Regions from separate parts of the Anser cygnoides genome. Here region 2 is linked to region 1. The links are chromatin contacts, called in public Hi-C maps. All regions are on one chromosome and are shown on one strand. The core of a region is the stretch at or near the end of the contact, and the rest is flanking DNA. Distances in the headings are between cores, read along the strand shown. Region 1 has its middle 32 kb from the start of BCL2L14. Region 2 holds the start of ETV6 (ETS variant transcription factor 6).

What was found. A called contact is a pair of places that touch in the nucleus more often than the background predicts.
Region 2: a Hi-C map of liver shows a contact between it and region 1, with 1.9 times the contacts expected there. The contact joins the promoter of ETV6 here to the enhancer-like site in region 1. A contact is called at or near these places in 3 of 7 Hi-C or Micro-C datasets (all in liver).

Annotation. Positions count from the first base shown.
Region 1 is chr1:72,452,779-72,460,660 of Taihu_goose_T2T_genome, forward strand. No RefSeq gene overlaps it. Among named protein-coding and RNA genes, the nearest start is that of BCL2L14, 32 kb to the left of the region's middle. Within about 2 kb of position 3,068, at least 2 of the 3 cell types and tissues checked have open chromatin away from gene starts, as enhancers often do. A contact at or near this core is called in liver, where this site is marked.
Region 2 is chr1:72,625,302-72,633,183 of Taihu_goose_T2T_genome, forward strand. ETV6 (ETS variant transcription factor 6) reads right to left here and starts at 3,910. Exons shown (of 7, transcript XM_048053632.2): 1 at 3,573-3,910.

The DNA of each region.
Region 1 (7,882 bases), core at 1,818-4,317:
TGGACTCGATCCTTGCAAGTCCCTTCTAACTGAACTGTTCTAATGTCTAACCCCTTCCTGCAGATATGAGGGAAGATGTGGGAAAATAAATGTGGAGGGATGGAGAAGGGCAGCTGGATCAGAATTCGGATAAGTTGCTGTAAGACAGGTTTGAACCGGCTTCCACAGATTTACCAAGTGTGATACATCTGTGTAGTTCCTTTGGAAGTACAGAGGGGGAAGTGGAGCTGGAGACTTAAGCCTGAAGCCAGAAGCCATGTGCTGTGTGCAAGTAAGCATGTTGTGCTTTTAAAGGGTGGAGGAACCACCTTGAAAGGTTGCTTAGGAAGATGCAGGTGTCCAGGGCTAAATTTGCTACCCCGGTCAGCTCTAAATGCCTTTTAGCTTGAACTGATGTTCTTAATTTGAGACATTTGATTTGACATGGTTTAATGAATCCATGTGTCCCCAGTCTGCAGTAAACCTATTTCAAACCAGTACAACTCTGAGGTATAAACAAGACCTACGAGAAAAAAAAATATCTCAATTGATTATGTTATTTCTGAGTCTTCAGTCAGGTAGCAATTATTTCCTTTATGTAGTAGGTGTGGTCTGCTGCAGAACTGCAAATCGGCAGAAAAGGTTTTTTCCAACAGGAAGACTGAAGGAGGCCATACTCTACCCCATTCTGTGCCCTTACAAACAGATCACCAGTTCCAACTTCTGGAGTCAATTGGATATGGAAAATAATCTGGGTGCTCATTTAGAAAGAAAAGAGTGTGCAGAGGCATGCTTTGGAAACTTTGGAAAGTTGAGGTCAGACTTACAACTTCTGAAGCCCTGATTCATGGTTCCTGAACGTGTGGGATTACTGATGTGGTAAAAGATTTGAACCTTGAAGCATGAAAGGCAGGTCACATCCTTGGGGACTCTGTGATGAGGCATGTCTTGCTTGTTCAGCCTGCTGGAAGCCCAGAAGCTCTACATTCCCAATGTGTGTGTATGTGTGTGTGTGTGTGTGCAACAGGGGCAAGTCCCCATTTTGTTAGTCCTTTTTTGGGCACCTTGATGTCTACTACATCTACTAGAGCATCCGTTTCTACTTCATTCTTCCTCACCACCCATCTTCTGTGTAGACCTTGTAGCAATATGCTGTTACGTTCTCCCTGACCTGGGACCCACCTGAAAATGCTAACAAGCTCTTCTACTCTCTTGTTAATCTCCAGACTGTTCCCAAGTAGTATTCATCAGAGAAGGACTTTATTTCCAGGGGCGGTGAAGTGACTAACCCAAGATCAAACAGCAGGGCAGTAGCAGAGGCAGGAACTGAAATCAAGCCTTCTGACTCAATTTTCTCTTGGCCACAGCCTCTGGGTTACATGGCAGAACTCATCAGTGCTGTAAGTTTCAGCAGTTGCTGAAACAAAACCTAATTTTCTTTCCCAGTGATATTGTATCTGTGTCATCCTGTTCTTTGCCTACTCGGAAGCAGCTCCTCAGCATTTGACTTTAAAAAGGGAAGGCAAGCAGGAGACGTGTCTAAGTGGTTGCACTCTTTTGATCGATGAGAGAGGTGAGCCAGAATGTGTTCCAGTGACCTCCTGCTATATAAAAGCTTGGCCTGCCTGACAGGACTTCTGGCTGCTGAGTAGCTGTGAGTCACAGCCTTTACTGCTTGGATTTGATGCGGATTTTTACATCAGACATTGCGGAAACGAGGTGGCCTCTCAAATATTTGCATTGCTTGGCAAGCTAGGGTAAACGGGGGTGGATTCAGGAAGTTCTGGCAAGGGCAAGCACAGCTGGTGTTAAGGTCTTTGCAGGGCTCCTTTGTGTGTGTGCGTGTGTGTGTGTTTGTAGGAAAATAGTGAGGCCCCTTGATTTTTTTCCAGCCAGGGTTCCTGGGAAAGGATGAGTAATCTGGAGATTTCCTGTGAGTTCTGGAGTAAAAGAAAAAAACACACCGCCTTTTGGGGGAATCTTCTTGGATCGTCCACCATCTCAGTTTTCCCCTGAGCAGCCCAGAAAGGCTCTCCCCTGGAACTAGCCCCGCTCCATTTATTTCTGTTCATTTGCCAGTGGACGCTGCTGAAGAGCAATGTAAGACATGCCATGTCAATACTGCTCTTTGTCGTTGTCTACCTGGGAAGCTCCGGGTCTGACCTCCTGATACTGTGCTGGGGGCTTCGGGAGCTAAACTGAGGGCAGGAGGCCAGTGGGCATGGTGTGCCTGGATGGGAATGCTAAGAGCACTCCCCTTTCACTCCTGAGAGCATCAGATCTCAGAGGGAGGCTGTGAGGTGTTTTGTACAGCACCTAGAATGGCTGGGTTCTGGTTCACGTCTAGTCAGCTGGGTGCTGCTGCAGTTCAACTGAATAAATAGCAATGACAAGAGAGATGTGGGGGTTTCCTGTTGGCTGAGGAAGAAAGGAGTGAGGTACCTCAACTCTGAGCTTATTACTATTTGTTATTTGACCTGCAATGCTGCCTGCAGATTGCCTTCAGGGACAAGGGCTCTGTTGTGCAAGGCACATGCATGCAGCAAAGGCAGAGCCATTCCTCACCTTAAAAACAGGCATTCTCCAAGTGAGCTGAGCTGCTGGAGCTCTCTGAGAGCAGGGATGCTGAGATGGTACAGGGGCTGGAGGGTGAAGTGGTGGGTGTTGCTGCAACAGAGAGCCCTGCATAAGCAGTTCAGACATCAGGTGTATGTCTGAAGTACCCACTTGTTATTTCTAGACGCTCATCACCACTAGCCACAAACTTCTATAACTAGTATTTCTCGATGTGTGCTTAGCCATTTGATTTTCTGAGTGCTTTACAAATATTATGTAATTAGGAAAATAATGCTCTGTTTGCACAGGCAATTGCAAAACCACATGTTCAAAATTCATCCTTTGGAAATGTAGCCCTAACTGAAATTTACTTATCTGCTTCTTACTCTGCCAGCTGCTCTTCCCAAAATGATTTTTAATCCCCCCAGCCCCATAAATGACTGTGGTGATGATAATTAAAGGAATACAACTTGGGCAGATAAACTGCTCACCTCTGCAGTGTAAAATAAGTGGGAAGTAAGGGGTTGATAGGGAATATGCTTTTTGGATTCTGCTGCCAGTCTGTTTTCTAAATATTTATTATAGGAGAACGGGTGCGAAACAGCCATGTCCTCCAGTGCCTGATCTCCACATGCTGATAGAACTGCGGGCTAATAAGCAGTTCGCGTAGCAGCTTTGCTTTCTGGCAAGGCTCACTGCTGTGGCAGTCTGCGGCCAGGGAAGGATTTATCCTTATGACTTCCTGTACAAGGTGCGAGCCCTTGGCACAAGACTTATCGCCCTACCCAAATCCAGGGATTCTTTTTCTTTTTTTTTTTTTTTTTTTTTTTTTCCTCCCCCCCCCCAAAGGTTAAGTGGTTCCCACGGGGTGAAAGAAAGTGTTATTGAAAGCAGCAGGTCCACTTTTGAATATTGCACTTCTGGTAAATCTCTGATCCAGCATCTAGTGGTTAACCACTGATACAGGAAATGACATTTAACGTTTTATCACTCAGCCAGAAATGGAAGAACAAGGCAAGTCTGTATGTGGTGAAGATGGATCATTGCCTGCTACCTTCCCCTTAAAGGCACATCATTCCTTTTAAAAGGAAATGTTTTTCAAGCAGACTGAAAACCTGGAAAACAAATCCCTTTCCCCCCTGCCAACCCAGCCAGGAGGTTTTGACTGTTAAAACAGGGGTGATGGAGTTCTAACCAACTGCAGTCCTCTTTCCTGCTCTTCTTCTGTGTCTTGGGAAGTGCAGCACAGGCCGGCAGCAGCGAGCAGGGAAGGTGGGGCTTTCAGCAGGTGGCACTCGCTGCTCTGCATCGGGCTCAGCTGGTTCTTGGCACGGCGTGCGGCCTTGGGTGGGGGCTGCTGTCAGCAAACACGCTCAAGAGATGAAGGAAAAAAAAGAAAACAACAAAAAAATATTCATCAGAATACAGGGCCAGAACTTCAGCGCTGGTATGAATTGTGGTTTATTGATTTCAATGTAACTGCATTGGTTTACAGCAACGAGCACCTGCCTGCTGTCAGAGCAGGCTAACCGCAGCGACGGTGCTTGCTGTCTGACCTGCTCAGCCTTACTCTGCTGATAAGGAGTATACTCAGGAAGAGAGCAAGCAAGACCCAGAATTAAATTATATGTCCCAATCCAACCAGATCCAAGGAGGCTGCCGAGTCTGCCTATGCATATCCTAACAATGTCAGATGTTTTCATTGTATGTACTGAGGGGAAAAAAAAAAAAAAGCAAAGCAGTGAGGCACTTTCCTGCTGCAAATAGGATGCGTGGACAAATGCATTGGTTTTTTAACTGTTCCAGGGGCTCTTCTCACCTAACGAGACAGCGCAGGATGTTTTCCAAAGAGCTTTGCAGACTGCCAAAACTTCCCTGAAAGTGAGTACAGAAATCCACTGGAAAGCAGTATATTAAAGGTAGGTCAGCCCTCCTGATCTGTGGAGCTGCAGAACACAGTTTTCATGTGCCCTCAAGCCACAAGAAGCTTCAGCAAGGCCGTGGATGGTAGAGGCAGCAGAGACCTCCATGAGAAGTTCAAAGGCTACGGATGAGGGCAGCTCTCCAGAAGTCCTGCTGCTCTCTGGCTTGGCTGGAATTGAAGCTGGAAGATGGGGCGAACACTTGGATGCCATAAAGCTGGATTGGTCACACCCACAGCGATGATCTTGGACCACATTAGCCAAAACCTACTAGTGAAGCCCTCCTGTAGTTTAAGCACCAGCTTCCTGAATCTGCTTGAGAGCCATCCTTGCAAAATCACGAGTAGATTGGGCAGAGGAAATCAAAATATCTGTGACCTAGAGACAAGCTCAGATTTGTGTTCATGTGTAGGTCTAAAGTGTACTGGCATGAATCTGAAATGGAGAGCAAGGATCTGCAATAAAACGATCAGTGGGCATTATTAAAAAGAAGGAAAAGAGTGAAATGTCTTTCCAGCTGTCAGCACACTTGCTGTTCAGTTAGATTGTCGCTTCTTCAGCCTGCTGCTAATTTTCCTTTTCAGTTACAGAAACTTGCTTGAATGCAGAATGTAAAATGAGAAAGTTGTGGGAACTGCTTGGAGAGTACAGATGAGGCCCTGTAGGAACACATGTGCATCAGCCACAAAGAGCGAAGATGCACGTGCATTTAAGGATCCAGATTCTTAGCCCTTAATGCTGCATGTCTTTGATAGCATTATGATGTATTTTGCACACCAGAAAGACCATCCTGTGTAGAAAAATCTCTTCTCTCCAGCCTTGCAAAGCAGTTGGGCACTGGTCCTGCCAGAAAGCCTGTAGAGACTTGAGCAGACCTTTGGCCTCTCTGAATGTTAGCCAGCCAACAGCAACTGGCATGATCAGGGCCTCGAGCTACACCTTGGGAAGTGCTGCTATTTATCTCTGCACTTGATTGCACCCAATTACTTGCTAAGAACACGTTCTTTGAAAAAAGATCTGGAGCTGGATCCTTCTCTCATTGCGACTCTGCCAGCTGCCGTCCCCAAAGCTATTTTTAATCAGACAAGCTTCCCTGTCCCTGCCAAAAAAACTCGTAACAATTAATAACAATAAAATGAAGGTAGCCTGGATAAATGAGTTGCACTTGCTCTATAAATCAGCAGCAAAGGCAGCTAGGGAAGATCAGCGCTGCATCGCTAATACGCTGTCCTCCCTTTCGCTGTAGCCTGGGTCTCCCGCTTCACTCTTGGTCCCTCCACTTTGCGGTTCTGCCAGTCCCCGTGCTGCCTGTGGCAGATAGACCAGCAGATGGGCACGGGCACCTCGGCACAGTGTGTTGCTTTGATCCATCTCATTGCGGATGTGAGATGGGTGTGAATGATCCCGCTTACATGCCCGTCACATTGCGCTACTAAGTTCATTAATTCTGGGAGCTGCAATACTACAAAGAGCTGCACCCACAGCAGGCTTGGTGGTTAGGTTAGGTCTCTGCACTGTCATGTCGCAGCCTCTGGTGTGATTATTTGCCTGCGGGCATGTGTGTCCCTGTGCTGTGATCCTGTCAGGAGTTAAGCTGTGTTGGGCTGGATCAGAGTGTGGACAGGAGGCCTCCAAGCACACACGGCCAAAGCCATTTCAGGCAGCGATCCCATTAAACAGGAAGTGGTACTATGCCCTCCGCCTGGGCACAAACTGCTGTTGCTTTGCTCACGGGTGGTAAGAAAGCATTCCCTGATAATTTTATTGAAAAAAAAAAAGGAAAAGAGAAAAGCATAGAGGCGCAAGTCTGAGGATACTGTCCTGGCCACATCCCAGGCTGGGTATCTGCACGTGGTTTGCTTCCGCATAGACTTCTTCTGGGGATTCCTGCTGGACAACATATTTCTACTCAACCCTAGCTCCAGACTGTTTGATAACATTGCTGTTTGGTTTTTATGCCTTAAGCCAGTGGTGGAGGCCCTCCACTAATGGGTATCTGCACCATTTGAAAGGTTTTGTGAGGACAAACAAATAGCAAATAGAAAAGGGAGAGGAAAAGATAAGAAAGAAGGAACTGAGTTTCCTTCTTTCAGCTCCACCACCTCCAGCACAACAAACTGAGTCTCCTGGGAGTGTGTGGATGCTCCACAGTCAGCAAGGATGACTTACCCTTGGAGTGGCATTGTTGCCATGTGACGCATATTTCCTTGGGGGAAATAAAAAAAAAAAAGTGGTGACATTTCTGAACTTGCTGCTGGTGGTGGACAGGAGAGCCTAATCCAAGCCTGGCCTCTGCTGGGCTTTGAGACTTGCATAGCTAAAAACAAACAGAAGAAGATGCATATGTTTTACTTCAATGCTTATACACGTGGATCTCTCTTCCCACAGAAATACATAAATAAATAAATAGATTAATAATAAATGAATAAATTTAATCATTAAAGCCACTACTTTTTGCTTCCTTCTGGAGAATAATTGCCAAGATGATGTTCACAGGACCCTGACAGCTGATGAAGTCAAGGTGGGTAGCAAGCTATGGCTTTTGGTGTTCATCAAATAGGCCTGTGTAAAGCAAAACAAAGCAGAAAAGATCCCCTGATGCCTGCTGGCTGAGGAAGCAGCTAACCTCGAAAAGTCTGCACACAGAAAACTCTCATTGTGTTCTCCTCTCCAGGGTCTTCTATTGTAATCCATAACACAAGTGTAGACCTGTTTCAGGCAGTGGTTTTAACTTCTTTAAGCAAGTGATTATCAAAATGTTTTCCACTGGAAGTACATTGTGAATATGAAAATTGAGGCATTCCTGGATCTTTCTGAAGTTACCCACGGACCTTCCCCAGCCTCAGCCACCAAGTTAGGGTATGGTTGCACTGTGGGTGCTGGCCTGAAGAAACCGACCTGCTGATCTGCTGGCATGTGGCCATGTGGACCTCCCTGCTACCAAGGTGTTCCATGAGCATCTCAGCACTGCATTGTCACTTCTACATTGCTAGCAGGAAGAAAACAAGTGAGTGTAAAGCCAGTTTGAGTATACGTGGGCATTTGAAAATGGCACCGTAGTCATACTAAACATGTGCCTTGCTCTGTGCCTGTGGATAATCTCACCTTAAATGTACCACTTGTTTGCATGACATAAAGTAACACAGAAATGGTTTTCAGGCCTGAGATCAGGCTGAGATCAGCTCCTGCCATCAGGTATCAGATTCACACCGTCCCCATTCAGAGTAGCCCCAGCTGGCCATCTCAGCCATGCAGTCAATGCCAGCCAGCAGCACTGACATCGAGACCAGGCTGTGGCAACAGGCTGGCATGGGGCGTGAGTAGTCACATAACACAGGGTTTGGTGACAAATTCAAGCTGACTTGACATGTTCTGAAGACAACACCCATTTTTTATTCCATAACTTTGTATTGTAAATTTATGGA
Region 2 (7,882 bases), core at 2,660-5,159, 170 kb after region 1:
CAGCTTCACAAAGGCGATGCAACACGGGAACCAGTTGTGAAACCTGACTCACAGGAAAACTCCACACATTCAGTGCTGCCCACAGAAAGCACACTCGGCTCAAACATCTGATAGACACATGCAGGGGAGTTTGGGCTTGGAGAAGCCCTGGTCTCTGCGATCTGAAGCAGCCGATCCCCCACAGATTCCCAGTTTTAGTTCCCCCACAACTGCGCGCTTGTGCCAACACACTTGTTTGTACGGTCTCATCGTAAATCAGGGTAAGGAAATGAAAGTGCCAGGTTTATTTTATAGATATATTAACTACGTGTCTTTATACATATATTATGGGACATTTCTATTGGCCTTTGGGACCCTTCTATTTGCCTGCTGAGTTCTGAGCCTCTGTATGACAGCACAGTGATATTCTTAAGGTATTACTATTTCAGTGGAAAAAAAAAGACCCTTACAATCAGAAAGCTCCAGGTGGGGTTTTAGACAGACCTCATTACCACGTGGATCCTAACTGGTCACAAAAAGTTACCATCAGTGTCCAGGCACCAAGCTTGTAGCCCTGGCTCCTGTGCGCCTTTGCTCTGGTGTAATAAGCCTTTGCCAAGATGTTTGCACTCTTCCTGTGCCTCGGTTCTCTCGGATGGAGGAAAAGAGGCAAAGCCATAAGGGTCACTTGCTCATACGGTAAGGAGAGTGGGGGGAACATCGTGACAGTATATATGATAACGTATCTGTTAACTGCTAAGGCTCAGGAGTAGAGAACGGTTTGCTACCAATGTAACATCCCAATGGCAGGGTCAAAAAAGGCATCCAATAGTGACAACCATGTATGTCCCTTCTCAGTCCGGTTTGGAGTCACAGCCCTTGGGCTGTCCCAGGCTGGAGTCTGCCGCAAGCCCAAAGCCTACCAGTTCCCAGCAGCGAGCCTGCCAGTGCCCGAAGTTGTAGCCAACACCGAGGGCTCAGCCTCCACACCAACCTCTGAGCTCCGAAATGCCATTTCCAGAACGCCAGCAGTGACTGCTCCCTCAGATGTACACCCTTCATGCAGACACTTCGCTGCCTGCCGCACCAGGACAGCAGGGCTCCCGGGGCTGCCTGCCATCAGGCAGGCATGCACACACCCAAGCGCTGGCAAGAGCAGGACGTTAGCCCTGTGCTTCTCCTGGACAAGGAGCTAGTGCAAGTAAACACACACACACACTTGCCGCAAAGCAAACACGTATCAATATACGATCACACACACACTGATAAGTACTTGACGTGAACCGAGATATTACTGCAAGTTTATACTGATTGCAAGCAGCTAAATACATACCAAAATTTCACCTCCTCAAAGTTTTCCTAAACCTTATTAGAGTGCCTCTCTAATAAGGTAGATAGGGAGACCACGCATGGAGCATCCCGGCATAAACGGAGGTCTAGCCTTTACTCCCTTCGTTGAAGCTTTCCATGGTTCATCACCCCAGCTGCTGTGGAATCTACTGCACACAGCCTTGCCCCGTGTCAGGGGAGGGGAAAAAAAAAAAAAAAGAAAAATAAACACAAAATACAGCAACCAGCACCACTGCTTCCAGTGCACAGGCTCCTAATGAAGCCCTGCAACACTCTCCCAGCACACTTGGCTACTCCTCAGGGCAGCGCAGCAGCCACACCGCAGCACGGCTCCTGCTCACTCCTCTGCCTCTGCCCCGCGCCGCACGAGCTGGACTGGCGCGCTGGGAAATAACGCATCCTACTTGTACAGTCACACCGTGGCTTGAACTACTCCTCTCGAGTCCAGCTGCCGATCGCAACCAGTTTCCGCTCGGGCTGGCTGAAACAAGCGCCCCAAAAAACAAGGGTGTGTGAAAAACTGAAGGGAAAGTTATCCAGAATGGCTTGGTGAAGAAATGTTACTGTTTGAAATACGTATTTCTGTCCGAAAGCTTGTACTTCCCATATTTGAAACTATTAAAATCATCACCAGGAGAGAAGCAAAAAAAAACTTCTCCCCATTTTCTCCTCTGTCCCCCTTTGAACTTTTTCCTCCATTCCAATTAATCTGCTTTTCCTGGCCTTCGGGACACCCTCTGAAGTACTTCACCTGGACGGTAGTTCCTGTCTCTCTACAAAGACAGCTGCAAGAGTCGGCACGTGAAGAAAATGCATGCTACAAAATAAGTTCAGACTGCACTAAGTTCAGCATGGCACTTGAAATAGGCAGCTGCACATACAAATGTGAAGTCACAGAAGGTTTGAGGTTGGAGGGGACCTCTGAAGATCACCTGGTCCAACCCCTGGCAAGCAGGGTCACCTACAGCACGTTGCACAGGGTCGTGTCCAGGTGGGTTTGGAGCACCTCCAGAGAAAAGCCTAATGAAATGTAATGAAAAATTGGCGTTTAAACGTTTCGGGGCTCCAAAAGATGTTTTCTTGAATCTGTCCTGCTAAGTAGCTAATCCTGTACGATAAGACTCTATAATGTACCTTAGGGTTAGAGAAGAAGCAGCGTTACCGTTCCTGAAATCAACAGTAGTTTTGCTGCCAGCTTCAGTAAGAGCAGAAGTAAGCCTCCTATTTTCAAAATGCCCCATTTCTAAAATAAGGAAACACAACTCATACGCTGCTAGTTTTTTTGTGCGTGACATTCGCCTTCTCTTGCCTACACCCCATGTTCCCACAGGATCCACCAGGGAGAAAGAAAAAAAAAAAAAAAAAAAAGACCAACCAAGCAGCTACGTTTCACTTTATATTTACCGGGATTTGCTTAGCAAACCGCACGCCTGTTGTACACAGGGGGTGCTCCACGGCCCCACGCCGCCCCAAACCTGGGTGCCTCTTTAGTACAAGCCGCCGCCACCCGCCGTGGCCCCCAAAATAGAGCCAGGCCGGCGAGCACCGTGCAGCGAAGCCGGCCGGGTGCTCGCCCTCCGCTGGAGGCTCTGGCGGCCGCGGGCAGGACAGGGAGTGCCCGGCCGGGGGAAGGAGTGGGGTAAGGGCTGCTTCCAGGGGGTTCCTGGGCACACATGGGAAAAAAAAAAAAAAAAAAAGAAAAAAAAAAGGGCAGCCGGGTTTTGTTCCCATTGTCTCCGCTCCTGACACCGGGAGCCGCAGCCAGAGCTGGGCACGGCCACCGGCCGGGAATAAAGCGAGGGGAAGGAGGGGGAGTAAAGGGGAGGAAAGGGAAAAAACAATTTAAACTAAACTAAAATAAAACAGAAGCCCCAGCGCCCCCGCGGCAGCGCCGCCGAGCGCATCCCATCCCCGTCCCCGGGCAGCAAAACTTTGCGCGAAGTTGGCGGCGGGGGGAAAGGAGCACGCAGGGCGCCCGCTGCCGCCTCCCGCCGCCGCAGGGGGAAAAACAGCAGAAAAAGCGAAAATAATAATAATAATAATAATAATAATAATAACAACAATAATAATAATAATGAAAGGAACACGCGCGGGGCAGGGCCCTCCGTGCGTAAACACGGCGTAAAAACAGCGCGGGGGGGTAGCACGGGGGGAGCCCCCCGCTGACCGCAAATAATAAAAATGATTAAAATAATGAAAAAAAAAAACAAAAACCCAGAAGGCTTGTTTTTTATTATTTTTACCTTGATGCAACACTGGGCAGCGGCCTCAGACATCTTTCAGCCGGAGCGCGGCGCAGCGCGGCACAGGGGGAAGTTCTCTCGGTTCTTTTTTTTTGTTGTTTATTTTTTTTGCCTTCCCCCCCCCAAATTTCCGCTCCTCCGCCGGCCCCTCAGCGGGAAGTTGCTGCCGCCGCCGCCGCCGCCGCCACCATCGCCCGGCGGCGGGCGCGGCCCGCGGAGCTGCCCGGGGGAGGCGCCGCCACCGGAGCCCCGGCCCCGTCCCTCGTCGGGGGGCGCACGATCGCCGCCCGCCCCCTGCCCGCTGCCCCCGGGCTCTGCGTGCGTGTGCGGGCCCGGGCGGGGAGGGCGGGGCCGGGCGGCGAGGGGGCGGGGCCGGGCGTCCCTCCCGGCCCCGCCCCCGCGCCGCCCCGCGCCGCCCCCGCGCCGCCCCCTCGCCGCTGCCCTGTTCCGCATCCCCGCAAGCGACGTCGGTTCCCGGCAGCCGGCCCCGCCCCTTAAAGGGGCACGGCGGCGAGCGGAGCGGGGCGGACAGCAATGGCCTTTGTTCTGCCGCCGCCGCCGCGGCCCCTTTAAGGGCCTGGACCAGGAAGTGCGGCGGAGGGCACGGGAAGGGCGGGGCGGGGCGCACGGCAGGGTCGGGGCCTGCCCCCCGTTGTTGGGGACCCCCGGGTGCCTGCCCCGTGTAGGGGCGCTGCTCCCCGTCTCCGCAGCCTGCCCCGCCTCGCCCCTGCGGGGTTTCCCCTCTTCGCACCTTTTTTCCCTTTTACTGCTTTTTTTCCCCCTCTTTCGCCTTTTTCCCCTCTTTCCCCTCTTTTTTCCCCCTTTTCCCACTTTTTTCCCCGTTTCCTTTTTTTTCCCTTTTTCCACCCACGTGGCCGCTGCCGGCCGTCCCTGGGTGCTGAGTCACCCGTTACTGTGCACCTCCGGGCAAGGAGCTCTCGCGATTCCTTATATTAACCGTAACACATCAGAACTAGGAATTGGATGAGAAATGTGGAAATATGCTAAGCGTAGGGGTGCGGGGTGGGAGGGGCCTGCTGGGTCACCCTAGAGGATCTGTCCCCTGTACTTTTAAATGGCTCCGGTAGCGGGGCTCCCGCCTCCTCTTGGAGGCTCTTTCACAGCCCCTGCGGTCAGGCAGGTATTCAGCCTGTATTTCCACGTGTCCAGTTTCACCCAATTACTCCTGGTTATAACCATGTATTGCAGTCCCCTAAACAATTTTTCTCCTTTCTGGCAATTCGTGCCTTGCACCCAGGTATCTCTACTTTTCCTAGCCATTGCCATTTGTCCTGGTTACCTCCTTTCATTAATCATTCCCTGCATACACAGGCGTTAGTCTTCCCTCATCCCCACCCAGTCGGTCCCCATCTCCCCGGCCCATGGATGCCCACATTTAGAGGTAACTACCTGCCTCATCCTTTGTGCACACAGCCCAAACGCCGGAATGGTTTAGTTCGTCTCCAAATTCCCTCACAAGCTTGTTCAGAATTTGCCACCTGCCAGCAGCCTGAATCAGCGTTACTGGCATTACAGTGACATTACAGCATTACCAGCCCTGTTACTCCTCATCATTCCCCTTTGCAATGCAGTTGCAATCTGATTTTCTAAGTAGAGGTTATGGTGAAGCTTTGTGTCCTGGATCTCATTTCTCTGCCTGTAGTTTCGGTGTCCATACGTCCTTCCTTCTGTGTTCACTGGTACCTGCTGTCCCTCCCACTTTGCTCAATGACCCTTACAAATACAAGCCATTAAAATCTTGGCAGACCTCTAAACCAGTACAAATGGATACAAGTGTCTGTCCAAGATAACAGCCTGGTTTAGAGCTGTTCTCTTCCAGCTCCTTGCGCTCCTTTCCCCACTGCTCTACTGAAGGTGAGCGCGATGGCTGGGGAGGCAAACATGTCTGGATGAAGCACAGGCCACACCACCAGCTGGTCTGTATGTGCCTACAGAAGCAGCGATACCTCAACCATTCTAGCCAGATACTCGCTACAGTGACTCAAGAACATCTTTGACTCCTTTGAATGAGGAGGGCCAAAATCCTTCTTCTCAGCTTGGTTCTGCCCTTGTTTTCCTAACCCGATTTCCCGCAGTTCCTCTCATTAGTTACATCTCTTGAGACCTCAGACTATGTGGTCCTGGATGCTATGCTGTAGGGGAGATGGGAAATGCTGCAACGACTCTTGGTGAGCAGGATGGCCTGTGGTTGCAGGATGGTTGCTCTGGAAATGTGAGGAGAAAGCTTCTTCAGCTGTCAGCTCCCCTTTAGATCTGCTCTATGTGAACATTGCACAGCGCAGAAAGGAAGTGCATTAGCTTATATTAAACCTCCAACAGGCTCCCAGCTAGTTTCCTTCCCTCTCACTAAGAGGCTACTGCTTAGCTTATCTCCAGGGAGGATCCTTTAGCAGGATTTACGATCCCACAGAGACACCTTTCATAAACGCCCTAGCCAGAAATTCCCTAACTTTTTGCTGCAATGATGGCAGCAATACTAATTCAGGCAAAGGGTAACCACATTCTGGCCTGTAAGGTGACACCAAGTTCCTGCCTTTCTCAGAGCTCTCCCAGGAAAGGGAGATGGATGGGGCATTGGGGGGCAAGAGCAGGAAGAGAAAACCATAAAACAAAGTATGTTCTTCCTCCTCATAGTGGCCTGGAAATCTGGGTTTGGGAGCTCATACTTTCCGGTCTAGAGTTTGTCCCTGAAAATAGAGCAAGCCCTGCAGAAAAGAAAGCAAAACAACTTTTCTGCGGGACTTTAATTTTCAGTCCACAGTGTTATCATCTGTGTACCAGGTTCCACCGATTCTCTGTCACCTGGGCCTCTTTTACAGCCCTGAGACTCCAAATGTCGTCCTACATCCACTTTCTCAACAGCTGGGCTAATTTTCTCAAATGTCTCTAAATGATGTTGGAACCTGTTTCCCAAAGGAGACTAGACACTTGGGAACCTACATCCAGCTGAAAGCCAAGGTTTTCATTTCTCCTTTCGTGTACTGTTTTTTCCAGTTTCAGCAGCGTAGAGCAGTACCTCGGACATATGCAACAATCATTGCTTTCACCTCATTTCTTAATAAGGAAACTTTGTTCACATTATTTTTTTTCCTCTTTATATTTGCAAAGGCACCCATTAGTTGCTGGTGCCTGTAGTTATCATTAACTTATTGTACTGTTTCTCTGCTGTTATCTTTTCCTTGCTTTTATCTTTGCCCAGTGAACCTTAACTGACTCACTTATTTGGTGGTTGCTTCTTTGCTTCTTTTTTATTAGCAGTTTTTTTTTCACCTTCCAAAGACTGAGCATACACAAAGAGTCACTTGATGCTTTTTTCTCCTTTAAGTTATCTTGGATGGAAAACGGTGTGCTGTGCCTTCAGTACTCCCTCTGCTAGGGCACATCAGTCCTTGCCCATATTCAGGTTTCCTTCTGCTGCTCACCTCTGCAGATCCTGACCTTGCAGCTGGGTCTGTTGACGTTTCTGTGACTCGACAGGGATTACTCTTAGAGGTTCAGGCACAGGATCAGGCTCTTAAGGAACAAAACGCAGTTTGAGATGGTAGTAAGTTCCAAGAATGTGAAAGCAATTGAGGCATACATTGCTGTTAGCGTGCAACAGAGTTTTTGATCCTCAGGAAAAAACAGGAAATCCATGAGAGTTGGTGCACAGATGTGCTCTGGTAAGGGATCGCCGTTGCACATTTAGCACTAAGATTCTTTTGTCCTTCCCAAATTGGTTCCTGAAACTGAATTGTATTTTATGACCCCAGTGTGCATCAATCACACTGCTTCTCATCATTTGCAGTAAGATTAGCTTTTGCTTCATATTCCCAGGCAAGTCCTTTTTCCAAGATTCAGCTAGGCTAATGTTTCCTGTGGTAGAAGTCTCTAATCCTTGGCTTTTTAGGAATATACATGAAATTCAGTCTGAGGTGTTATAGCAAGAAATACTGTATCCATCAGAGATATTCATATAGCTTTCCTATTTGGAAACCCATGACAGTCAAAACTGAAATGCAAAAATCCTGGTGTGACACCTATTCGTCCATCAGCCAATATATGTAAAAAATAACCCTGAACATGCTTGATGCTCTAAGGCACGCCATCCTCACACATTGTCACATACTGGATTATTTTGATTCACCCACTATGTTGCTCCTGTAAATAAGAGAAACAGTTTTCTACTACTGTGAAAGTGAACATTCTGGTAGAAAAAAGGGGAAAGATTGTACTGCGGATTGTACTGATTTAACTCCTTTTCATTGTTCAAAGCAGTGCAACTTCTTCTGAGAGATGTGTTTATGGTT